Linked DNA regions of Sus scrofa: all the other regions are linked to region 1. The links are chromatin contacts, called in public Hi-C and HiChIP or PLAC-seq maps. All regions are on one chromosome and are shown on one strand. Each heading gives the region's core, a stretch centred on a gene start, on an enhancer-like site or on the middle of the called end of the contact. The rest is flanking DNA. Distances are from core to core; before and after follow the strand shown.

Region 1 (5,028 bases), core at 206-2,705:
AGCAATGTCAGGGATGGAACCCACATCCTTACAGACACTATGTGAGGTTCTTAAACCAAAGAGACAAAATGGGAACTCCGAACAACAGGGCTCTTTTGGTCATTATTTTGAGGAGTCAAAAGCTAACATTGGAATTCCTTTGATTAGAAATCTATATTTTAGGAGTTCCCATCGTGGCTCATCAGTAATGAACCCAACTAGTATCCATGAGGATACAGGTTTGATCCCTGGCCTCGCTCACTGGGTTAAGGATCTGGCATTGCTGTGAGCTGTAGCGTAGATTGCAGTCTCGGCTTGGGTCTGACATTGCTGTGGCTGTGGTATAGGCTGGCAGCTGCAGCTCCAATTTGACTCCTAGCCTGGGAACTTCCATACGCTGTGGGTGCGGCCCTAAAAAAAAAAAAGAGAAAGAAAACAAACAAATAAAAGAGATCTACCTTTTACACTAAGGAATCCATTGCCTGATAGAGAAGAAAGCATCCATGGGCAAGGCGATGCTGATGTAGCATAGTCACCATAGGTCATATGCTGTAAAATTGCCAGTCTGTGCTATCTGTCCATTGGTCCAAACGTGCCAGCTCCCCTTCCTCCACTAGAACAAACAAACTGTTTCTTTGTATTCTAGAAGAAGCAGTTGTTTATCGGTAAATTCTATGTAAATATGCACCTTTAATTGCTAGAATCACACCTTCTATAAGAAAGCTCCTGGGGTGACCAGCTCCTCCCAGTTTGTCTGGGATTGTACCAGTTCAGTTGTTTTATTTTGTTTTGTTTCTGTTGTTATTTTATTTTATTTTTTTGGCCACTCAACCTGCATGTGAGTTCTCCGAATTAATCTGCATTTTTTTTTTTTTTTTTTGTCTTTTGTTTTTTTCTAGGGCCGAACCCATGGCATATGGAGGTTCCCAGGCTAGGGGTCTAATCGGAGCTACAGTTGCCTGCCTACACCACAGCCACAGCAACGTAGGATCCAAGCTGCGACTGCAACCTACACCACAGCTCACGGCAACGCTGGACCCTTAACCCACTGAGCGATGCCAGGGATCAAACCTGCAACCTCATGGCTCCTAGTCGGATTCGTTAACCACTGCGCCACAATGGGAACTCCCCAAATTGAAATTTCTAGCAGTGACTACACTGGGAGCCCACCGTACATTGCTTATTAATCATTAACTCACCTTCCTGATATGCATTTCTATTTTCATATATTAATATGTTCTCTGCTTAAGGGGAAGAAAAGTCTGTTGCTGTAACAAAATGTAGGCGTTTTAACAAGGCTGCCTTCGCCCTGGCCTGGCCACCCACTCCTGCCCCCCTCAGTCTTTCATTCTGAGTGAGAGGTACCCTAGCGACAGAGAAGGCAGCCTCTGGAGCAGGGCTGGGACCCAGGGGAGGCCAGAGAGGCCCAAGGCCCCAGATTTAAGGAGGCACCGGCTCTCAGGCGCCCGCTCAGCCCTCCCATAACCCTGAGTGTCAGCGCCTCCTTAAAAGCTGCATGCTGGGTGCCTCCTTGCTCCACCCTAGGCCCGGCCCTCTTTTCTTCCAGGGCTACTGAGTCCTGGCTCTGAGACTGACCAGGACGTGGCCAGGCCCTATGACATGTAATGTCCCCGAGAGTCGTCTTCAGCAGTCAAGTGGGGAGCATGGTGAGGATTGGGTGAGGTGGTGCTTTGCAAACTGCAAGTGCTTAACTGTTTGCCGCCCTTTAATCAACTCTTCCCTGGGCCAAGGCCAGGCCAGGAGCTTCCTGGAGTTTCTCTAGTTTCTTCCTTATTCGTGGAAGCCTGTATCGCAATTCTGATTCTACTGATGAGGAAACCAGGCTCTGAACCCAGGTCTCCCTCTGACCCCAGCACTTTCTTCACTACCCAGAGAGGGAGGCTTTATTATAAATAGCAAGTTATGGAGTTCCCTTTGTGGCTCAGTGGTTAATGAACCTGACTAGGATCCATGAGGATGTGGGTTCAATCCCTGGCCTTGGTCCGTAGGTTAAGGATCCGGTGTCGCCCTGAGCTGTGGTGTAGGTCGCAGATGTCGCTCTGATCTGGCGTTGCTGTGGCTGTGATGTTAAGCTGGCAGCTGCAGCTCCAATTCCATACCTAGCCTGGGAATTGCCATATGCTGCAGGTGTGGCCCTAAAAAGAAAAAATAAAGTCAATGAAACAATTTTTTTTTTTCCAATGCAATCAAATAGCTGTGATTTTAGGGGAAATCTCTTTACCTTTCAGAGCTGACTCGAGTACTATCAGAATCATCCAGAGGGTTTATTAAACACCAAAAGACCTACCCCATAAAGGAAACAAAAGATCTGGGTTGGGACTGTGAATCTGCATTTCTAGCAAGCCCTCAGGTGCTGCTGCTGATCCAGGGAACGCAGTTTGAGAATCCTTGCTCTGAGCCGATTACCAGGATAAGGAACAACTCCTGATCAGGTCACCATCTCCCACTGCAGATCAGCACCTGCAAATTGTATCGCACTGCATCCTTACAGCAATGGGGTCCCATGATTATCAGTATTTTATGGAGGAGATAAACCAGGCTCCCACATGTGAAGTGACTTGGCCAGGGTGACACAGCCAGAAAGTTGCTAAGGTCTGCGTTTGAGCCCTGGCCCATGTCATTAAAGGCAGGAGAAATCCTGTGCGGTCAATTTCTTTCGAGGCATCAAAACAAGCTCTCCCTCCAGCTGCTGCAGCTCACCCTGAAATCCGCCCAGCACACCCAAGGCTATAATAGGTAAAAGCCTCTTACTTGATTCAGCTGTTAGCAGAGCGGTGGGCGCTGAGCTCCGTGGAGGAATGGCGCCCCCTGGTGTCTGTCTGGAGAGCCGCGTTCTGCTCCCCTGGCGGGGCGCTCTGGGTTTCTGAGTCACTGGCATTCTTGGGCCCCCGTTAGGAACATGGAAAATATTATTCAGTTCATTCCATCCTCAGGAAAAACTCCGGGTGCTGAAAGGGGGTGGGGACTTCAGAGCTGAGGAATGCGAAGGAAGGGCGGTGGACCGGGCCCTGGGGATCTCAGGGGCCGGGGGTAAAATGGTGAAGAGGGCGAAAGCACAGCTGAGAACAATTGGGATTTTTCACCTTTTGACCTTCCTCAAGACTCCTGCTAAGGAATTTCCAGGACTGAAATCTCACAGGGTCGTTATCAAAGTCCAGCGTGTTCCCTGAAGGCCAGGATCTGCTTCCTGATCTGGTTCATTTGTTCATTTCTCTCTTCATTCAGTAGATTTTTTTTTTTTCTTGGCCCGTGCCTATGTCCTGAGGAGGTTCTGTGCTGGGATCCAACCTCTGCTGGGGATTGAATCCCGTACCACAGCTGTAACCAGAGCCACAGCAGTTACAATGCCAGATCCTTAACTCACTGAGCCAGGAGGGAACTTCCTCAATGGGTATTTTTTGAATGCCTGCCATGTTTCAGCACTATTCTAGGTGCTGGGGATACAGAGACGTGCAAAACAGACGGAAGCCTGAGAATAATCAGGAGTGGATGAATGAATGAATGACTAAAACGTGCAGAGAAATAAAAAGGGGGAATGGAGACCTCACTGAGAAGATGGCATATGAGGAAGAACATCAGGGAGGAGAAAGAGGGAGGCAGGTATCAGGGGAAAGAATGTTCCAGGAAGCAAGAATGGTAAGAACAAAGGCCCTGGGGCAGGGCCAGCATGTGTGTTTGAGGACTTGGTCTAAGTTCTTGATGGTAGATTGAGGTATATTTTTTCTTATCCAAGAACCACTTGCCCCGTTATAAATGGAATAGTTTTCACTAAATTCCAAAATGTAAATTTTTTTTTTTTTGTCTTTTTGCCATTTCTTGGGCTGCTCCTGCGGCATATGAAGGGTCCCAGGCTAGGGGTTGAATTGGAGCTGTAGCCACCCGCTTATGCCAGAGCCACAGCAACGAGGGATCTGAGCCGCGTTTGCAACCTTACATCGAAGCTCATGCAATGCCGGATCCTTAACCTACTGATTGAGGCCAGGGATCGAACCCCCAACCTCATGGTTCCTAGTTGGATTCATTAACCACTGAGCCATGACGGGAACTCCCAAAATGTAAATACTTATTCAACCTGATCAGGGTGGGTCAAATTAAGAATATGAAGTGAGAATGTGGGAGGGGGGATAGGAGCTAAAGAAAAGCCTTGGAGGGGAGTTCCCTTCATGGCTCAGTGGTTAATGAATCCGACTAGGAACCATGAGGTTTCGGGTTCGATCCCTGGCCCTGCTCAGTGGGTTAAGGAGACAGTATTGCCGTGAGCTGTGGTGTAGGTCGAAGACGAGGCTCAGATCTGGCATTGCTGTGGCTCTGGCGGACGGCTACAGCTCTGATTAGACCCCCTAGCCTGGAAACCTCCACATGCTGTGAGGCATTAGACAAAAAAAGCAAAAAAAAAAAAAAAAAAAAAAAAAGCCTTGGAGAAATTGTGGCATCCCTGGTACTGACATCCAGGAAGGGGTCCAGATGGATGAGATAGTAGGACGCATGTGGATGCTGACCTTGGATGACCCAGGATTTGGGTCCTGGATCCAGTCCTTCTTGTGGATCTTGTTTAGTGCCAATTTATATATTTTTTGCTTCTTTAGGGCTGCACCGGTAACATATGGAAATTTCCAGGCTAGGAGTTGAATTGGAGCTGCAGCTGCCGGCCAACGCCGCAGCCACAGCCACGCCAGATCCAAGCCTCATCTGTGACCGACACCAGAGCTCCGGGCAACGATGGATGCTTAACCCACTGAGGGAGGCCAGGGATTGAACCCGCATCCTCATGGTTCCTAGTTGGATTGTTTCTGCTGCGCCACAATAGAAATTCCCTAATCCCAAGATTTTAAGTGGCATCTTAATGCTGATAATTCCCCGTTTATGTCCGCTAATTTGTGTCCCCTAAGCCGAATCTAGAGACTAATATCTCCAGCCATTGTCAAATTGTCTAAAACAGAACGCTCGGCTGCCTCTTGCCCCACCCGAACCTGCCCCCTTGCATTTGGCTTTGATTTGCACAAATGTGAGCACGAGTCTTTGTTCACT
Region 2 (5,386 bases), core at 109-2,608, 110 kb before region 1:
CCCAAAGAAAGCCAGGGTCTGGCTCTGGGAACTCCAGCACCCCATATACTCTCAACAGGGACCTCAACTTACCTTCTGTAAAATGGGGAGACTGACTCAGAGTTTCTCTCAGTCTATAATAGAAATTGGCAAACCTACCCGCGGGCCAGAATCTGGCATGCTACCTGTTCCTGTGTGGCCTGCCAGCTAAGAAGGGTATCTATCACTTTTAAATGATTGAAGGGAAAAAAAGGATTAATAATAGTTCATGAGATATACAAATCATTTGAAATTCAAGTTTCCGTGCCACAGCCACATGCCTATGGCTGTTTTAGGAAAAGCCATGCTTCACGTTTTCATGTTCCACATTTTCATGTGTGTTCAGTACACAACCACGGTGCTGAACAGCTGTATCGTTGTGAGGAGACCCGCAGAGCCTAAACTATTTACTCTCTGGCTCCTTACAGGAAAGGGGCACAATCTGTTCAATTTTTAAGACTACAACAGTTTTGAATAAACTTCCTACACTATTCACTGGCTGCCTACCTCATGCTCAATAAAAGAACCCAAGCACATATAAGCAAGTCAGCTGTATTTTAAACTCTGAAATGGGCACCTGCTAACTTACCGCCACAAAAGTCACCCAAATAATGAGGAATATTTGTCAGAAATTCTGATGTCATTTCACCCTCAGCACCTCTCGGGGTAAGAAAGACGCTTAGTTAAAAACCACATGCCACACGTTCTTGTCTTCCCATAAAGCTGTGGAATACCAACAGTGGGTCACAAACCAACATGTTTTATTTTACAGGCATGTATTAATTTCACGGATATTAGGAAAAAACACAGGCAGCGATTTAAACACCCCAAACTTATATTTTTAGTTAGCTCAGGATGACGCTAAATTGCAGGGTTAATATTTAAAGAATGTAATAAAACAGGTGGTGCCAGAATATAGCCCAAAAAACAAAAAAATGCTAATGAAAGTTCAAGCCACAGTAATTCACAGGATTGCTGCCCATTTAAAACTTTCTCAAAAGCATGCTCTCTATGGGAACCAGCAGGCTAAGGAGTTCGTGTGCTTTTGTTTTGTTAACGTGGCTTTAAAGGAATCATGTCATGGAATAAGGGTAAGCTTTTCAGGACTCTGGCCAGAAACTAGGGGGGCAAAAGGGAAGTTTTTTCTGAGGTTATGTCAACACAAGCTAGGTACTCCTAGAGGAAAGCTCTGAAACTCAACTGTGAGTCCCTCGACCACACAGCTGGAGAGAACTGGAGAGACGGCACCTTTCTTTTGAAGAATCAGAAGCCTTTGGTAAAGAAGCCTCTCTACTCCACCGAGAGCCATTTGGTGAACAGCTCCAGACAGAACTTGAAAACAGCCAACCAACCAGAAAGAAGCCACAACATGAGTGGAAACTGAGTAGAATTCCTGGAGTTCACCACTGACTCAAGTTCCCATCTTTCGGTGACGGTCTCTGATGCCTGCTCTTTAAAGAGCACTCTGGAGTTCCTGTCTTGGCTCAGAGGTCAACGAACCCGACTACCATCCATAAGGACGTGGGTCTGATCCACGTGGGACTCACTCAGTGGGTTAAGGATCCAGCATTGCCGTGAGCTGTGGGGTAGGTCAAATACACGGCTCGGATCCCGCACTGCTGTGGCTCTGACGTAGGCCAGCAGCTACAGTTCTGATTTGACCCCTAGCCTGGGAACCTTCATATGCCATGAGTGTGGCCCTAAAAAGACCAAAAAAAAAAGGTGTTTTTTTTTTTTTTTTTTTTTTAGGGTTACACCCACAGCATATAGAAGTTCCCAGGCTAGGGGTCAAATCAGAGCTGTAGCCACCAGCCTACACCACAGCCACAGCAGCACCAAATCCTTAACCCACTGAGCGAGACCAAGGGTCAAACCCGCATTCTCATGGATACTAGTTGGGTTCTTAACCTGCTGAGCCACAACGGGAACTCTTTTAAAGAGCTCTTGTGTGGGAGTTCCGTTGTGGTGCATAGGAAGCGAATCCAACTAGGAACCACGAGATTGCGGGTTCGATCCCTGGTCTCGCTCAGTGAGTTAAGGATCTGGCATTGCCATGAGCTGTGGTGTAGGTCACAGACAAGGCTCAGATCCTGTTTTTCTGTGGCTGTGGTGTAGGCCAGCAGCTGTAGCTCCGATTAGGCCCCTAGCCTGGGAACTTCCATATACCTCGGGCCCGGCCCTAAAAAGCAAAAAGCAAAAAAATTTTTAAATTTAAAAAAAAAAGAATTCTCATGTGAAGTAAAAAAAAAGGAGAGAGGAAAAGAGGGAGGGAGGGAGTCTTAAAGGTTATTCGAGGGTAATGCGCTACCAGAAGTATAGCACTGGTGGTCCCACCTGCCTTACTCATTCTGGAAAATATTCCACGACATTGTGAGCTGACATTTCATAACTGGAGAGACTACATAAAAATGCAGATTTCCCATTTCTCCGCAAGAATGTTAAGATGCGAAAACGATTAACCCACATTTCTGTGCGACAACCGTTGGCTGAAACTCTTGAGATGAGGCGTGTGCCTGGGGTTAACCAGTTCCCATCCCATCAACAGTGTCCCCAACCCAGCGCCTGAGGGCTCCTTGGCTTCATCATCAGGCTTAGTGTGGACTGTGGATGCTTCATTCTACCCAGGTCTCTCAAAGACACAGCAAGAGGATTTAAGGAAAAATGACAGTAAACCCATTCCCTTGTGAAAAGGTTTTAGCATGCAACCAAATTCCATTTCGATAGAAAGAATTCAATTTAAGTCACTCTTATTCGGGCTACACTCTGCCAGCATCCCTCATTTGCATAAACTCTCTCTGAATCCATGAAGGCATGTGATGAGCAGCTACCAGAAGAAATAATACAGCAGCCAACATTTTTGAAGCACTTACTAATGTTGGGACGGGGGGCACACCTGCGGCATGCGGAAGTTCCCGGACCAGGGATCAAACCCACGCCGCAACAGCAATCAAGCCACACCAGCGACAGCTCCAGACGCTTAATCCGCTGAGACAGCAGGGGATTCCAGTCGCACTTACTATTTCAAACACTGTCCTAAACCTTTATGTATGTCGGTTCATTTATGGTCACAAGAACCTCTGAGGCAGGTCCTATCATTACTGTCATGTTACAGCTGAGAAAACCAAGGTTTAGTTATCCTGCCTAAGGCCACACAGCTAGTGAGTGGCAGAGCAGGTATCTGACCTGAGGATTTGATCTAGGATTTGATCCTCCTCCTCCAGCAGTCCGCTCTAGCCCCAAGTCACCAAGACGCAACACATCTGTTAAACAGGGGGCCCTATAAGAAGTGGAACTTCGGGAGTTCCCGTCGTGGTGCAGTGGTTGGCGAATCCGACTAGGAACTATGAGGTTGTGGGTTCGATCCCTGCCCTTGCTCAGTGGGTTAAGGATCTGGCATTGCGTGAGCTGTGGTGTAGGTCGCAGACGCAGCTCGGATCTTGCGTTGCTGTGGCTCTGGCGTGGGCTGGCAGCTACAGCTCCAATTAGACCCCTAGCCTGAGAAACTCTATATGCCGCGGGATGGCCCAAGAAATGGCAAAAAGACAAAAAAGACAAAAAAAAAAAAAAAGAAGTAGAACTGCGGAGTTCCCGTCGAGGTTCAGCGGAAACGAATCTGACTAGCATCCATGAGGACACAGGTTTGATCCCTGGCCTTGCTCAGTGGGGTAAGGATCTGAGCTGTGGTGTAGGTTGCAGATGCAGCTCGGATCTGGCATGGCTGTGGCTGTGGCATAGGCCAGCAACTGCAGCTCCAGTTCAACCCCTAGCCTGGGAACATCCATATGCCATGGGTGCAGCCCTAAAATTTAAAAAAAAAAAAAAAAAAAAAAAAAGAATCAAAAAACTGTTTCAATTAAGATAAAATTCTCAAGAAAAGAAAAATCCTATTGCAGGAAGCTGTGATTCATCCCAGAGGCATGTGCACGAAACTCTGAAGGATTTCTGGCCAACTCTGCCCACTTCTAGAAATGACCTCCAGCTGTCCTTTGGGAAACGCCTTTCTTATTGTGGGGAGTCCCTGCCAGCAAGACTCCCGCTGGGTTCCTCACCTAAAATGGAAATCGTGCCCCACCAGGACGAAACCCCACGGAGCCCCCTTGGGCTGCGTGCCGCTCAGCAGGTAGGGCCAGTAAGGTGTGGGCCTGATGGCCACCCCCGTGTCCCCTGCGCCCTCTCCTGCCCGGGGCTGACCTGTGCTCTTGTCCAGGAAGTCCATGGACTCCTCACTGGCGCTGAAGTGGCTGGACGTGGCCTTCTTGTCGGCGTCCTGCTCCACGTCGGAGCCCGTGTGCACGAGGAGTTGGTACTGGTGGGGGAGCGAGGCATGTCCGACAAGGAGATCCTGTGGGCCGTGCCCCCGCTCAGCATCGGCTTGCTCATCAGGATCTTGGGCGAGGCCGTCATGTCAAAGTTGAGCTTGACCTTCTCCTGCTTGTCGATCTTGGCGGCGCCGGCACTGGGGTTGGAGGGGTCGAGCAGCATTTGGTACTGGCTGTTGGGCGTGTAGGGTGTCCTGAACGGCGAGTAATTAAAGACCCCGAACTTCCGGCGGATGTTCTCCACGTACACCTCCATCTCTTGCATTGCACTGTTGAAGATGCTTTTCGTCTTTTTCACAGAAAAAGGAATTTCTTTAGACATGAGGTAGCAATTATTTATTGGAACCCAGGCCCTGGGAGTGCAAAAGAGAAAGGGAGTTGAAGTCAACGTTGGGCATTTCCAAGCTCTTTATTTTGTCGCAGGAGAACACCTGACAGAGCTCTGCCCTCCTAACCAAGGCTGAGTTGGACAACACTACCGTCACCGCTGAGATTCATCTTGTTTATGCCTCTGGATCAGGACTCTCCCTGTCTCCCTGACCCAGCCCCTGCCAACCACCCTTCCACACTTGATTCTATGCATTTGACTTTTTTGGCCACAGATCAAACCCACACCACAGCAGTGCCCTGAGTCACAGCAGTGCCAATACCAGATCCTTAACTGTGAGGCCACCAGGGAACTCCTGAATTTGCCTATTTTAGACAGCGCATGCAAATGGAATCATGCAGTATTTGTCGTCTGTGAGTGGCTTTTCCACTTAACATGATATCCTCCAGTTCGGCCACGCTGCCACATGTTTAAGGCTGAATAGTATTCCACTGTGTGGACAGATTACATTTTCTTTATCCACTCCCCATCTGTCAACAGGTCATTTAGGTTGCTTCCAGAACTGTTTTTCCCTAATGCAAACCAAATTATAACCTACCAGATTTGCCAAGATTCTTAAAAATACATCCCCCCCCCTTTCTTTTAATGACTTGGTTTGAACGGTTAACAAATGCTCCACTTAACAGGCATATTATGTCATAAGGACTAAACAAGAAACTTA
Region 3 (5,102 bases), core at 370-2,869, 69 kb before region 1:
AGATCGAGTCTTTTAACTTTGAAATGCCTTAATTCCATGGGAAAGAGGGAAGAACAGAATCACTGGAAATAAATATACTCCTTAGCCCTGGAGAGGTACACAAAGCTTTGCCCAAGGCCACCAGCAAACAAAGGGAAGCAGGGCCTCAGTCGGTGAGAGGAGGGGTCTAACCCAAGGGTGCCCACACCTAAGAGCATCCCCACCTGCGAGTCTGAGCCAAACATAAAAACCCCAATTCCATTCCCCGTTACAGACACACCGACTCCCTCCAGAGTTAATGAGAGATCAGTGACTGTATCCAAGGGGTAGAAATTTAATAGATTCCAAACAACAGACACAATTGTCAACAGCAGAGGCTTTCACTGAAGACTCTTGGGGAGAAAAATTGAGAAATGCCGGCTGGATTCAGTGTCCTTCAGAGACAGGGATTCTGGCTTCACAACCTACTGACGCCAGTGGAGGCGAGGCCTCTGCTGGTGACAGAATGGTGGCTGGGAACCGTGCTGTCGTCATGGTAATAAAGCTGCCTTAAGGACCTTCTCCAAAAAGCTGAGTCAAAGGGTTTCTTTTTTCCCCCCTTCTTTAATGATCTGATTCTGACAGGGACATGTTTCTAAATGCATTTCAAGTATCACTTTGGAATAAGGACAAACAGCCATGTAAGACCGGGCCGCTAGGGAAATGGTTCACCCTTGATCCCAGAGACTTTCCTGGGAGGTAGCAGGACTTGAGATTCTACAGGGCTGGCCGCCAGCAGCCCTACTGCCCTTCAAAGATAAGTCTGGTGCTGCAGGAGTTAACATGGGCGAGGGGACAGAGTAGCCTAGAAGAAAAGGACAGAGCAGTGACTCAGGCGCACAGCGTGGCATGGAGCAGGAAGCAGCAAATCTTCCCCTCCCGTGACTTTTCACTGAATCTCAATATGGCAAGGTCTACTGGGAATTAGGATCCGAGCACGTGACGACATCTGCCCTGAACCTGTTGTGAACAGACCAGAAATAATCCCGCTGCGCCCTCCCTAGATGGCCCCTGACTTAAGGGATGCCGGCCTCCAAGATAACCGAGCCTCTTAGCTTTCCTGAGCCCTGGGTGTTAACAGCTAAGATGCTCTTTTACTGCATATAATGCACCAGACCCTGTTGCAAATGCCTTTCGGGTCCGTCCCTCTAAATCACCTGCCCAAGATCACACAAGGGCCCGGGTGGGCTCGGGAGCCAGGCCGCCACCTGGGGCCTCACACGGGGAGAGGCGGGTCTCAGCTCTGCAGCCAGAAGACTGCCTGGCTCGGGGTCTCTGTGTGAAGGGCACACGCTCATGCTGCTGGTTTCCTTTCTCCACTGCAGATGGTGCGGTGTGGGGGCTGGGGAGTGCCAACGTGACAGTGGATGTCACATGCTGATGACACACACTGTTCTCCCAAAGGCGGTTCCCAGAAGCACGCTCACCTCCCCACCTTCGCCGGGGGGCAGCAGGGCCTGGCCTACACCACAAAACAGACTGGGGGAGGGAAGGCTCCGCAGCCATGCCCCCTCCCTGAAAAGCCCTTCCCAATGTCCAGCCAGGCCCAGCCAGGCACCCCAGCCCCCACCCACATCCGGCGCCTGAGTCACCACACTTGCCACTCCTCAGTCTAGGAAATGACACACCAAATACAGGGAATTGTCTCCTCCGGAGAGGGACCAGGCCCCAGCCAAAGGCCAGGCCCTCCCCCTGGAGGACAGGCCCTGTGGTGTCTTTCCATGGATGTAAATTTCCTCAATGCTATCAACGGCAGGATGGCTGGGGGCTGAATAAAAAGCGAGTAACGGGCAACAGGCTGGCACCAGCATCAGAAGCGGGGTGACCAAGCGGTGGCTGGCCAAAGGCAGACCAGTCTCAGGCAAACCCGGACAAGCTGGTCACCCTACACAGAAGTCAGGCTGGGGGGCCAATGATACAGGTGGGGTGCAGTGCGGCCTTAAGAAAGCTACTTAACCCTTCTGGGCCTCTGCTCTTCCTTCCGACGGATGGAGATCCTGGTACTGCCTGGAGTTAGCCACAGATTAAAGGAGTTAATTCATGTGCTGCTCTGAGGGTGAGGCCTGGCAGAGAGTAAGCACTCCATAAACAGTAGCTGTTTTTTATTTAAACCCACACACATTCCTCCTCCTCGTCTTTTTTCTCCTCCTCCTCCACCATCGCTCTCCAAAAACAGGGGTGATTTCCCCCAGGAGCAGGTTAAATCCATGCTCAGTTATGGAAACACCAGCCTATATAAGACGGAGCTGGGAACCGGCCCAGGAGCCGGTTCCTGCATGTCCATCACGCTGTGCAAAGTCCAGCTTTCCTCCTGTAACGGCGAAGGCAGGGTCAGGCGTGGAGGCCCAGGCTGGCTCAGCCGTGAGTGCAGGCACTTGCCAGCCCTCTCCAAAGCCTCAGTGTGACCACACGCTGCTCTCGGGGCAGGAGCAAAGCACAGCCACCCTCATTTCAAAGCGTTTCCCAAAGACACAGAGCAGGTACCTAAACAGGCCTCCCTCCCCAGGAATCTTAGAGCCCTCCCCAGCCAGTAATTACATCATCATGAAACAAAAGCCCACAATCTCCTCCAGGCCCAGAGGAGAAAGGAGAAAAATCAGGAAGCAAAGGATGGGGTAGGGAAGGGGCAGGATTTTTCGTGTCCAAGGAGCCAGGAGGAGCCAGGAAGAACATGTGAGCGGCCAAAACACTCAGGCAGCCAGTTTGCTCACACGGATCTCTCCTGGAGCCATAGAATCTGGATGCCAAGGCCACAGCCTGGGCCGCTGGAGCCACTGGGGCCTCCCGGAAAGGCTGCACGCGCCTACGCCGGGCTTCTAAGAGGTCTCCCGCGTGTGGCTGTGACCTCCCAGATCAGGAAAAGGGCTGGAACGGAGAAGGGGCCGTGGAAGGAAGGGGGCCGTTCCCCACTTGGGGGAAATGTCACTGGACCAGGGAGCCGGGGACCTCGGAGACCCAGTGAGCGCGGGGGCAGGTGACCCTGGGAAGGGGCGCTTACCTGCCATTGAGAAAGCTCTGCGGTTCTGAGGGCCCAGCCTCTCGGTTCAAGGGAACAGAGGCTCACACACGACACACATTCCTGCTTCCGGCTCCTCGGCGGCCTCTCCCAGGGGGAGGGGGAAGCAGCAGAGAGGACAGGCTTGGAGGCACCACTCACCGGGCCGGCCCGGGGCTCCTCGCACCGGGTCGCCCAGCGGGGCAAGGACACCCTCACCTCCCTGCAGTGCCATCGTGTTCCCGGGCTTTCGGCTCTAATTTATCACCTCGACAGACAGCAGCCTGGCTAAGCTGCAAACCTTCAGTGCAAGCACCAAAGAGCCATTTATTTCGCTGATGTGAATAAACACAACAAATTGCAGTGGGTTCTGCTTGCCCGAGTGAGAAGATCAGAAGGGAATTGGGGGGTGGTGGGGGGAAGATGGGTGGCTTGCATCTTGAAGGTGTTTTTAAATAATTGTTTCCAATTATCTTTAGTTCTCATGCGCCTCTCCTAGAAATGAGAAAACCATCTTCCCACTGGACACAAACTCAGTCTCCCTCTCCCCATCCCTCCTCTCGAGTTCCCGCTCTCTCACTCTCTCAATAATGCAGAAGTGGTGATTAATGGGCACATTCATATGTAAAAGATGAACTTCCAAACTCTCAGGGCAAGACAGAAATTGCTTCCATCTAGGGCTGATTTACAAATGAATTCACTGTTTCGCCATCAACGTCCAGAGGCCAAGGCAACCACACAGCCCCTTCTCCCCACCCCCTCAGCTGAGATGAAGCCTTCTGGAAAAAGAAACAACATTCCAACAAGAATTTCCTGGTTCCAGAACGCCAAGCTCCTTCGTCTTTACAAAGACGGGGAGGCAGGGCCCAACTCTCTACAAGAAAAACCCACGCACCCCGCCCACCCGCTCAGCAGGCCAGGCCCGGAGGCTGAGTCCGACGTGTGGACACATTTGAGGCCCTCAAACTCCGCCAAATCACCACAAAGAAACCGTGGAGTGCCCAGTTGCCTTTGGCCTTTACAGTTAGCCGGCGGAAGGGAGAGCATGCCGGAGAAAAGGAGTTGGTTCTGGTGGCTGAAACCCGTGTATACACTATTTGTCTAGGCTGCAAGGAAGGACTCAGCCCAGGTTCTGCGAAGCTCAAGTGCTGGTGGGTGGCTTTGGAACTGCAATGGGGAACCGCAGCATCAGAAGGCCAGTTCCGAAGTAGAAAGGCTGCCAGCAGCAGCTGAAGCAGCAAAGGGGCTGAGGGAAGAAAGGGAGAGGAGAGGCTGCAGGGAAGGGGGTGGCGAAGGAAGAGGTCCCCCCCCACCCCCGTTGGTAACCAGGCAACACTTCCGACACGCCCTGGGTGCAGGCCTGGCCTCTCTAAAAGCCACCTTAGTGCAGACCAAGAAAATTCTCGGGGAAGACACCACGGAAGAAGAGACAGGCCCGCCCTCTGCAGTCACCTCCCTGCCTGTTTGGAGGAAGCAGAGATTTTAGAGCAGACTGTCATTCAAATTACACTGGTCAAAAAGATGCTGAGGGGTTCCCGTTGTGGCTCAGCAAGTTAAAAATCCGACTAATATCTATGAGGATACAGGTTCAATCCCTGGCCTTGCTCAGTGGGCTAAGGATCCAGTGTTGCCGTGAGCTGTGGTGTGGGTCACAGACAAGGTTCAGATCTGGCGTTGCTGTGGCTGTGGTGTAGGCTGGCTGCAGCTCTGATTGGACCCCTAGCCTGGGAACCTCCATATGCTGCAGGTGCAGCCATAAAAAGACACATAAAAGGATGCTTAACATCACCTGGATATTGCCCGCCCCCCAGGCTTAACAATGCATAGAAGACTGATTAGCAGAGCCAATGCAATGTCCCTTACGGAAGGCAAAGATGGGAAGAAACTTCAACGTCATCCACAGGGGACTGAGACGCAGCCAAAAAATGAAATAAAGAAGGAATCACGTCTTCAAGTACGGGCATGGGGCAAAATCCAAGCAACATAAGGCCAGAAACAGAACCTGGGTAAAAAAATAGAAGCTGCGTGGGCTCTGGTTTGCAAAGGCCTAGAGGGACACCCAGGAAATCGTAAACACCGAACTTCTCTT
Region 4 (4,818 bases), core at 1,366-3,865, 88 kb before region 1:
GAAGCTCACTGGTTGAGCTTTCCTTGAAGGATCCATCATTAGTCCCTGATCATAAAGAATCAGGGCTGAAATGGGTCTCAGGTTTCACTTCACAACCACTCAAAATCTTAAAATCCCCACCAACTTTTCTACCGCATGTCAGGTCCTGATTAAACTCCTGGGGACACAAAGCGCTCGCTTTTGAGAACGAACTGCACACCGCTGTCCCTTATCGTTAATTTACAGATACTTGAAATCAAGCGCCCCAGACTCAAAGAGTAAGTGTTTGAAAAGCTAAGGCAACTACAAGGAACAAAAGTGCCTCTCTGCCCTTTACGCTGACAGCGAGAGGGACCGCCTTCTTACCCCTGGCTGTTTCATCTTCTGAATGGCAAACTTGAGCAGGTAGGATAACTGTTCGATGGTGAGCATGGTCATGGCTTTACTCTGAGTCTCGATGCACTCAGCCACCGTTATCTTCTACAAGTCAAAATCACACAAACAGCCAGTTAGAAAATACAGTTCCTATCCCACACACTCAGTTACCTACCCTCTTAATTTTCCAGAACAAATAATTCTGTTTCTCACGCAGAACGAATAATTCCTGTCCAAACAAGACCAGCTGCGGAAGTTCCCGTTACGGCTCAGCAGGTTAAGAACCTGACACAGTGTCCGCGAGGATGCAGGTTCTATCCCTGGTCTCACTAAGCAGGTTAAAGAGCCAGCGTTGCCTCCAGCTATGGTACAAATGGCAGATTGGCTCAGATCCGGTGTTGCCGTGGCTGTGGCGTAGGCTGGCTGCTGCAACTCTGATTCGACCCCAGGCCTGGAAATTTCCATACTCCGCGGGTGCAGCCCTAACCCAAATAAATAAATAAACAAATAAGACCAGCTGTTTGCTTGACCAGGACTCCGGTCTTGACTTGTGGGCAGGATCCGTGGATAAAGATTAAGGAGCACACCAATCCACTGATTACCTTATTAAGAAAAGTTTTTGAGCTCATAGAGATGATATAATCAGAAAAAGGTGCAGGTAGGCAAGGTCCTGAAAAATTGTCACTATTATAACCTTGGGTTTCAGGTACAGGATATGAAAAAGGCCACTGATGGTTTCAGAGTCACTTCTTCACACAGTGAATCGGCCACGTCCCTTGATCCTCTTAAGGTCCTGGGCTATCTTCCTGGAAACTGACAGGGCATTCATTCACTCAGTGACATCGTGGATGGAAAGGGACAGTCTTCCCTGTAGAAACAACCTAAGCAATGGCAGGAACTCGTAATGAACACGACTTCCTTCTCCGTCTCCACTGTTGGGAACCCACTCAGGAAATCCTGGCAAACAATGCACAGAGCAGAACCTAACTGCTTATCTCCATGGGCAATAAACGTCACTTTATAAGAGAAATTCCACCAAAGACACATCTGAAGCCAGATTCTGCTCTGTAAATCTGGTCCTGTATCTCAGAGCTTCAGAAGCCTTAGGTAGCGACAACAAAAATAGCAAATTCGGATGACGTCAGAAAATGCTCTTGAACCATCTGCGCAGAGAGCTGAGAAGAGTTTTCTCCAATGAATTGCCATGGAATTCTAGTCTCCATTCTTCGATGTCTGAATTCTCCACAAGGAACTTGTAGCTGTGTCGGTCCGTTGTCGAGAACAAGGGCAACAGGAGCGGGGCCCAGAAGCAGAAATCGGCCCGTGATGCAGGGAACCAGCTTCTCAGCTATCAGAGCCTGAAACGGCTGTCTCCCCAGCTGATTGCCTCCCCAGTTCGCCCCTGCAAGAAACTCCAGACCCTAAGTCTTAGACGCTTAATACCTGTGGGTTTGAATTCCAGCTCATTTCTAGGTAACCATTCAAGGTCAACGCTTGGGTTGCCCACTCAACTGTCATTCACCTCTTCCCGCCCCAGCCCCCCTCAATGGGTCAATGCTGTCAGTGCTGGCTGTCAATGCATGGTTCCCACATGACGGACTGAGAGTGCCAGACAGGTATTTTCAAACCTTTCTTGCAGGGGGACGGGTGATCCAATGCTGGCCACGGAGCCCAAGGGCCTGTCAGCCAGAGGCTGATAAAAAGGCACATGAGGAGAAACACTCCTCTGAGGGGGATGGTTGTCTAGCCACATGTGATGGGGTCCCCAGCAGCCACCTTAGAGCCACGAGGAACAGATCGCCTCCACAGGGAAATGCAGTGTCTGGCTCTGCGCAAACTCTGGTCTGGCCCTGCCTCTGGGTTGCTTCTACACATGGTAACACACCCTTACCGTTTCAGCTGCCTTTCATCAAGATCTATTATTTGCAGCAAAAGCACCCTATCTGAGCCATTATCCTCCTTACAAAATTATTTTAATAGACATTTTTATTTTGGCCACATCCTCGGCCTGTGGAAATTCCCGGCCCAGGGATTGAACCTGTGCCACAGAAGTGACCCAAGCCACAGCAGTGACAATGCCAGATTCTCAAACGCAAGGCCATCAGGGAACTTCCTGCAAAATTATTGAACAACTGGGAAGGGTGAGTTGAGACAAAAGGAACTCGAGATGAAGGTTCCAGTTCCCACACCAAAGGCAGCAGAACGAGGTGGGGCTCTGAAGAGGAAGGCCTTGCCAGGCAACCCGTGTCCTGCCCATCTCTCCATCTAGTGGCCAGCTTCTGCAATTTTAGGGGCAGAACACAATTTCGGTGTCATCATCACGCCATACTGACTGGATGTCTAACTTCTCTCCGTACATTTCTTATCTTCAAGAGGTACTACAGTCGCTATCCTAGAGCTTGCTTTTCTTCCCCACGATCAACACCTGGGAGGGCTTTCCACTTCCGACATCCTCATTTGAGATCTAAGACCAATATACCTCTGAACGCAAGGGACATTCCATACTAAACGATGCTGCAGATGACATTCTCATCTTCAGCATTTGGAAATAGCATCACAGTTGGAAGCTGCCAAGACTAAGACATCGCAGAAGAGTGGAAGCCATCACGACTGCTTTGGTTTGTTTTCGGGCCACACCCAGGGCACAGAGAAGTTCCTGGGCTAGGAATCGAACCTGAACCGCAGCTGAGACCTATGCCACAGCTGCAGCAATGCCAGGTCCTTAACCCACGGCACCAGAACAGGAACTCTTGTTTTATGTTTTTGGTTTTTTTGGCTGCACCTGCAGCCTACAGAAGTTCCCAGGCCATGGACGAACCCGCACCACCCCGCCTACCACAATGCCAGATACTCAACCTGCTGTGTCACAAGGAAACTCCCACAGTAACTGTTTTAATGAAGTGTGCTTAAGGCTTTGCTACAAAGAAACATACATGTTCCCTTCACTACACCAGCATGCTTCCGCCTCTGGCTCTATACCTGCAGCCTGTCTGCCTGGAAGGTCTTCCCCCTGTGGCTCCATGGCTCGCTCGTTCTCTTCTTCAGGTCTTTCTCAAATCCTAAGAAGGCTTCCTGCACTTCCTCATTTAAAATGGAAACACCTTGGCGTCCCGTCTTGGCTAAGTGGTTAACGAATCTGACTAGGAACCATGAGATTTCGGGTTCGATCCCTGGCCTTGCTCAGGGGGTTAAGGATCCAGCGTTGCCGTGAGCTGTGGTGTAGATCGTACATGCAGCTCGGATCTGGTGTTGCTGTGGCTCTGGCGTGAGCCGGCGCCTACAGCTCCAATTAGACCCCTAGCCTGGGAACCTCCATATGCCCTGGTGCAGCCCTAGAAAAGACAAAAAAAAAAAAAAAAAAAAATAAAATAAAAGTACAATGGGAACACCTTGCACCCCCACCCCACTCCCTACTCATCAACGTAGATTCTGTTTGTCTAGAACACTCTTCTCCTAACACACTGTATATAACTTTATTTTGGTTTGCCTTCTTTTCTTCTGAAAAAGAATGGGATCCAGGCTTCTTCGTGTCTGCTGTCGAACCCCGAGTACCTCATAGGCACTGGAGAAAGAGCTGTTGCGGGAACGCAAGCACCAGATGCAACCACAACCACGTGGGACACACAACCAGCAGTCTTCCCAGCATGGCCACGGCCGACGACTCCATGATGCAGCAGGAGAGGACGTGCAAGGAAGGCGGACACTTCACAAGCTCTTTGCAAAATAAGCAACTGCGAGGCGTTCCTAAGTGAACTTCTGACATGTTCATGACAGGAGAGTCGAAAAAGGCTGCAGGCCTCAGCGTGATCCAACGACCCGGGACGAATCAAAAACAAGATTCAGTGCAACCGTCTTTCCAAGAGCTGCAGTGCCAAGGCCACGGCCACTGTTGGTCCCCAAAAGGGGTGACCGGGATAGAGGAGACAGAAGGCAAGAAATTTCTCTTTTCCTTGTGGCGGGATTACGTGAACAACTCGAAACGAAAGGGAGAAAGAGAAAGGAGAAGAAACGAGGCAGACAACGCGCATTCGTTCGTCAGGAACTAACCTCACACTCAGGACAAAACCAGTCCCCCTCTGGTTCCGATGTCAGTCTCAGACACTTAGCGTGATAAACCCGGGGACAGAGCTCACAGCAAAGCACTTGGCCTTCCCGGTGACAAACCCAGCAGTAGAAATCATTTCGTCCGTCCTGCGGTACAACATCAACAGGGTCTGTGGTGAGTGGCTGCTTCATATAGTAAAACGGACCATGTCTTAGTTCTGACTGAAATGTAGGCAAGAAAGACAGGTTTGGTTTCAAAACAAATGCGCATTCGCAAAAGGAATTTGAACAAACACATCAATAACAACAAAAGAAAATCACAGCATTTTACACATTCATTAAAAAGCCATCTTGGGTTGCTCTACTCGATACAGGGCTGGCATGTCGCTAGAGAGTCAGGATTTCTTTTTCTTTCTTTAA
Region 5 (4,823 bases), core at 718-3,217, 100 kb after region 1:
AGAGACAGGTTATGGGGTTTTGCAGGTAACTGCATAGAGTTTGGAAGATAGACATAAAGTGATTTGGTTTTTACCGGGATCCCTGTGGCTGCAACATTGACTTCAGGGGAAAGAGTAGGATGGAAGCAGGAAGAACAGCAATGGAAGCTACCGCTGTAGTCCAGATGGGAAATGGCAGTGGTGGAGCTAGCAAGTAATTATTTTATTTTAGTCACATTCAAGACATTTGAGGAGTTCCTGTTGTGGCTCTTTGGGTCAAGACCCCTACCAGTATCCCTGAAGATAAGGGTTCAATCCTTGGCCTTGCTCATTGGGTTAAAGGATCCCGCATTGCTGTGGCATAGGCTGGCAGTTGCTGCTCCCATTCATCTCCTGGCCATGGACCTTCCAAATGCCGCAGGTGTGGCCCTAAAAAGAAAAAAAGAAGACATTTGATACTGATTCAATATTATTTCCTAATATGTAGTCCATATTAAAATTTCCCCTCAAGATCCTTTTTTGTTTTGTTTTGTTTTGGTCTTTTTAGGGCCACAACTGCAGCATATGGAAGTTCCCTGGCTAGGGGTCGAATTAGAGCTGTAGCTGCCAGCCTACACCACAACTCATGGCAATGCTGGATTCTTAACCCACTGACCAAGGCCGGGGATCGAACGTGTGTCCTCATGGATACTAGTTGGGTTCTTAACCTGCTGAGTCACAATAGGAACTCCCCAAAGTCCTTTTTACATTAAACAAACAAAAAAATCTGGATCCAGTCAAGGCCCACCTATTATATTTGACTTCACCTTTTTAATGCTTCACAATTTTCAAGAGTTCAGGCAAGGGATTTGTACTGTGCCCCGATTTCTGGATTTGCATAATTGTTTTTTTCATAGTTATGTTTAGCTTACCTGTATTTTGGCAAGAATACTACGGGGGCCGGGGGGGTGCGTAATGTTTTCCTCATTAGGTCATATCAGGTGACACATAATATCACTTTGATCCATTATTGGTGATGCTAAGTGATAGTGTCTGGTGATATGATCACTTGGTTAAGATCACTGCACTGTAAAGCAAGCTGTTGTCCTTTATAGGTGATAGTACTCCGTGAGATGATACTTCCGGACAGAATACACAGTGAATATACTATGTCCAACAACCTTTCATCTTTTTTTTGTCTTTTTTTTTGTCTTTTTTTTTTGCTATTTCTTGGGCCGTGGGTTGGGCCGCTCCCACGGCATATGGAGGTTCCCAGGCTAGGGGTTGAATCCACCGGCCTACGCCAGAGCCACAGCAACGTGGGATCCGAGCCGCGTCTGCGGCCTACACCACAGCTCACAGCAACGCCGATCGTTAACCCACTGAGCAAGGGCAGGACCGAAGCCGCAACCTCATGGTTCCTAGTCGGATTCGTTACCAATGCGCCACGACGGGAACTCCCCACCTTTCATCTTTAGATGACTTTAGAATCTAATGAACAGCCCTATGGCTTCTGACCTTGTGCCTCAAGTTTGCTCATTTGAACAATGAGGCTAATAGTGGTCCCTAAGGGATAATGTTTTCCAGGATCAGTGCTTGGCACACAGTAAACCCTCCATAATGTTAGATATTACTGGAAGAAAGCAAGTATGAAAAAATTAATGGAAAGGCTAGGGTTGCATTTCAGATCTGGGGACCTCCCCGCTGCTCCCATGGGGTAAGTGAGCGAAAACCTTCCCGAGGTCCCCCCCCCGGCCACGCCCTCGCGCCGCGGAAGCCCGATGGGGCGGGGCCCCCCAGCGCCCAGGCCGCGCACGGCCCCCTGGGACCGGTAGTGCTGGGCGTGGCCGCGGGACTACATATCCCGGCGGCCCCCGCGCCGTGGCTCCAGCCGCTGCCTCTTCAGCCCCTCCACAGCGACAGCGGCGGCCGCGGCGGCTGAGTCGGTGGCGGCGGCGGCGGTAGCGGCGGCTGCGGGCTGAGCGCTGAGCGGCGAGTTTCCGATTTAAAGCTGAGCTGTGAGGAAAATGGCGGCGGGCGGTGAGTGGAGATAAAGGAAGAGCGGTGGCGGCGGCGAGGGGGTGGAGTGCGAGGCGGAGGGAAGAGGGCGAGTCCCTCTGGCTGCGGCGAGCCGGCGGCTCCGGCTCCGCGGAGACGCTGAGGGGCGCGCCGAGCAGGGGGCGCGCGGAGGTAGTTTCGGGGTGTCGGGGCCGCGCCGCTTCCCCGCGGCGTAGGGGCAGCCCGCGGCGGGAGGCAGGGTGTCGAGGCTGGGCTGCAGCAGCTCGGGGGTACCAGGGAGGTCCCCGCGCGGAGGGGTCACCCCGAGGAGTTTGGGGGCACCGTGGGGGTGCACTTTTTCCTCCTGTCCCTAAAGTTTTATCCTTCCCCAGTGCTCGGGGCTGCTTTTGAAAGCTCCCCACGCCCCCTCCTCCCGCTATCTGGGCACTGATTCGGAAGAACTAGGGGGCGGGGGAAGCCGCACAGCCCCCCCCCCCGACCCCCCAGCCCAGTCTCCAAGTCGTACTCAGAATCGGGTTGGATTTTGTTGCCGTGTTTCCTCCTACACTTGGGCACTTTTGATATTTTAACACGAATTATCTGCGGGATTTCCATTTTGGGCACGGGTAGGTTCTCAGCAGTTTTTCTCAGTAAAAAAGCGTTTTGCTACCTCTGGTGTGAAGGCTGGGAAATGGCAAGTGGAAGTTGGTGAATTAAATTTGGGGTTTGGCTGTCTTTATAATTACTCTTTTTTTCCCTTCTCCATCTCTAATCTTCTTACGTACATTGATTCAATTTGTGATGGTTTAAATAAACTGTCTTGCCCATGCCTGAGAAAAACAATCCATGAGTTGTTGGAGGGCTTAGTTGCTTCCTAGGCAGTTTGAGGACATTCAGGATGGAAAAGTTAACCGAAAGAGCAGTTGGGAGAGGGAGAGAGCATCGTCTTGAAATCTCGCTAAACAGGAGGCGTTCGGGCTTCTCAAATGGAAAGACACGAAAGATACGAAATGCTCTTGAAGTCGAAACCCCCCCCCCCCTTCCGAATGTAAAGACTTCCTTCTTGCAGTTTTTGAGCAGCGCTTCAAAGCCAACCTGTTTTTGTTATTAAGCCTGTACTGTAAAGAAACAGGAAGGCAGTACCAGCTGTCTTGCTGCAGTGGTTTGAAATGGAGTTGAATGAGATGAGTGAGTGGTAGTAGTAGTGAGTGAAATTGCTGCATCTCCTTGATTCAGACGCCTGGTCTCGGATCCTCTTAACCGGTTCCTGGCTGCAGGGAAGCTTCAGTGTTTGTTGCAGCAGGTTGTTTAGAGGATGATGGAAACAAACAAAAAAACCCCAACTACACGTAGGTCTTGTGAATGCTGCATAAACCAAAATGTTAAATGGAAATCTGTAAGTTTTGTGAAATGGTCTTTCTTAAAAAAATTAAATTATTGCTTGTTTATTTCGAATAGGTTATACCCAATGGAACTGGTCTGTGTACAACTGGGAAGGTACCAAAACATTGAAAAATAGCCTCTCTCCTACTCTAAACCCTCTAATTCCCGTTCCTAGGAGGCAGTGACTGTTACTGGTTTCTGGAGTGTTCTTGGTTTGGGGAATAATTATTTTAAGAATTTTCATTTGAAACACACCCCTCTTGGATACCAAAAGCAGGAAAATAAAATGAACAGAAAAAAGGGAAAATGTGGTGGAAGCATTGCTTGCTTTTTTTTTTTTCCTTAAGCAATTGTTGATGGCTGTTAGAAAAGCTCTTACAAACTTACTGCTTATGTTGCCTTATCTACTAACACCCTAAAGAAATAACAATCTGTGGGGGCCTTAGGGTGAAGAACCCTACCAGGGTTCATTGTTTGTAAGAGGAAGCCTCTGTTGATAACATGTAAAATGATATTGAACACTATAGCTCTGTCACTGGAGGTTGCTTCAGGTTCTGCATTTAAGTGGGCAATAATCTAGCTTGTCTGTGATCCGAAATTACACAGGTATTTTATGTATTGATAGAAATGACTGAATTGTCCACTCAGCATTAAAAAAAAAAACAACCAAAAAAGGCATATACCAGCTTCTGTACATTTTGGATGTGAAGATTGTGGACCAAGTAGGAAGCTCTAATGTTTCTAGAGCAGTTAGAGGAAATGTTTCTATCATAAAATATTCCTTAACTTCAGAGGCTTTGGAAATGCTTACCAATCCCAGCGTAACTAATAGGCTTTAAAAAAAAAAGGTATTAGAATGTTGGCTTTAAATTAACAGTTCATTAAAAAAAATCATTGGTATTAAAGATGAGAGGACTAGGGATTATATTAAATATATTCTGGATGGAAAGAATAAAAATCATTAAAAAAATAAATATATTATGAAAGTGAGTATACTGTGCATTTTCCCCATATAGAAATTATTTCGTACATTGCAAGCCCCTCCCCCAAGCAAGTAAGTTAGAATTTATTCAGTAAGGACTGAGTGTTCTGTCAGACCCTGGGGCCTTTTTCTAGGAGACATGTAAATATAGTTCTAGAAATAATTACTTGATTGGTCATGTGAAATAAACTTTTTTACTATGTCAAGGACATATTAAAGATAAAAAGATTTGTTTTTCTTTTTTGTGTTTTTTCTTTAAAAATTTTTTTTCTTAATGAATTTATTACATTTATAGTTGTACAATGATTATCACATCCAATTTTATAGGATTTCCATCCTATAACCCCAGCGCATCCCCTCACCCCCCGAACTGTCTCCTTTGGAAACCATAAGTTTTTCAATGTCTGTGAGTCAGTATCTGTTCTGCAAAGAAGTTCATTTTGTCCTTTTTTTCAGTCTTTTGCACATTAGCAGTATAATTCTAGAATAGTTCCTTTTAACT

Evidence for each region. Hi-C and Micro-C count contacts between places; a contact is called where the count stands out from the background. HiChIP or PLAC-seq counts read pairs in DNA pulled down with a chosen protein or histone mark.
Region 2: a Hi-C map of omental adipose tissue shows a contact between it and region 1, with 4 times the contacts expected there. The contact joins two enhancer-like sites. A contact is called at or near these places in 2 of 5 promoter capture datasets (fetal liver and liver), 30 of 47 Hi-C or Micro-C datasets (alveolar macrophages, blood, brain and 15 more) and 2 of 2 datasets of contacts at active chromatin or transcription factors (alveolar macrophages and skeletal muscle).
Region 3: a contact with region 1 is called in an H3K27ac HiChIP or PLAC-seq map of alveolar macrophages. The contact joins two enhancer-like sites. A contact is called at or near these places in 8 of 47 Hi-C or Micro-C datasets (alveolar macrophages, embryonic fibroblasts, heart right ventricle and 3 more) and 2 of 2 datasets of contacts at active chromatin or transcription factors (alveolar macrophages and skeletal muscle).
Region 4: an H3K27ac HiChIP or PLAC-seq map of alveolar macrophages shows a contact between it and region 1. The contact joins two enhancer-like sites. A contact is called at or near these places in 9 of 47 Hi-C or Micro-C datasets (adipose tissue, blood, embryonic fibroblasts and 4 more) and 2 of 2 datasets of contacts at active chromatin or transcription factors (alveolar macrophages and skeletal muscle).
Region 5: an H3K27ac HiChIP or PLAC-seq map of alveolar macrophages shows a contact between it and region 1. The contact joins the promoter of NCOA3 here to the enhancer-like site in region 1. A contact is called at or near these places in 6 of 47 Hi-C or Micro-C datasets (embryonic fibroblasts, heart right ventricle, skeletal muscle and 1 more) and 2 of 2 datasets of contacts at active chromatin or transcription factors (alveolar macrophages and skeletal muscle).

The regions. Positions count from the first base shown.
Region 1 is chr17:49,422,901-49,427,928 of Sscrofa11.1, forward strand. No RefSeq gene overlaps it. Among named protein-coding and RNA genes, the nearest start is that of ZMYND8, 35 kb to the left of the region's middle. Within about 2 kb of position 1,456, at least 57 of the 83 cell types and tissues checked have an H3K27ac peak or open chromatin away from gene starts, as enhancers often do. A contact at or near this core is called in alveolar macrophages, omental adipose tissue, retroperitoneal adipose tissue and 2 more, where this site is marked.
Region 2 is chr17:49,308,688-49,314,073 of Sscrofa11.1, forward strand. It overlaps ZMYND8 (protein kinase C-binding protein 1), which reads right to left. Exons shown (of 26, transcript XM_021078039.1): 12 at 4,317-4,690; 13 at 4,210-4,314. Among named protein-coding and RNA genes, the nearest start is that of ZMYND8, 79 kb to the right of the region's middle. Within about 2 kb of position 1,359, at least 4 of the 83 cell types and tissues checked have an H3K27ac peak or open chromatin away from gene starts, as enhancers often do. A contact at or near this core is called in omental adipose tissue and retroperitoneal adipose tissue, where this site is marked.
Region 3 is chr17:49,354,147-49,359,248 of Sscrofa11.1, forward strand. The region is part of intron 3 of ZMYND8 (protein kinase C-binding protein 1); the gene reads right to left. Among named protein-coding and RNA genes, the nearest start is that of ZMYND8, 34 kb to the right of the region's middle. Within about 2 kb of position 1,620, at least 52 of the 83 cell types and tissues checked have an H3K27ac peak or open chromatin away from gene starts, as enhancers often do. A contact at or near this core is called in alveolar macrophages, skeletal muscle and subcutaneous adipose tissue, where this site is marked.
Region 4 is chr17:49,333,331-49,338,148 of Sscrofa11.1, forward strand. ZMYND8 (protein kinase C-binding protein 1) reads right to left here. Exons shown (of 26, transcript XM_021078039.1): 5 at 4,402-4,620; 6 at 346-459. Among named protein-coding and RNA genes, the nearest start is that of ZMYND8, 55 kb to the right of the region's middle. Within about 2 kb of position 2,616, at least 2 of the 83 cell types and tissues checked have an H3K27ac peak or open chromatin away from gene starts, as enhancers often do. A contact at or near this core is called in alveolar macrophages, where this site is marked.
Region 5 is chr17:49,526,308-49,531,130 of Sscrofa11.1, forward strand. It overlaps NCOA3 (nuclear receptor coactivator 3), which reads left to right and starts at 1,968. Exons shown (of 25, transcript NM_001114276.1): 1 at 1,968-1,998.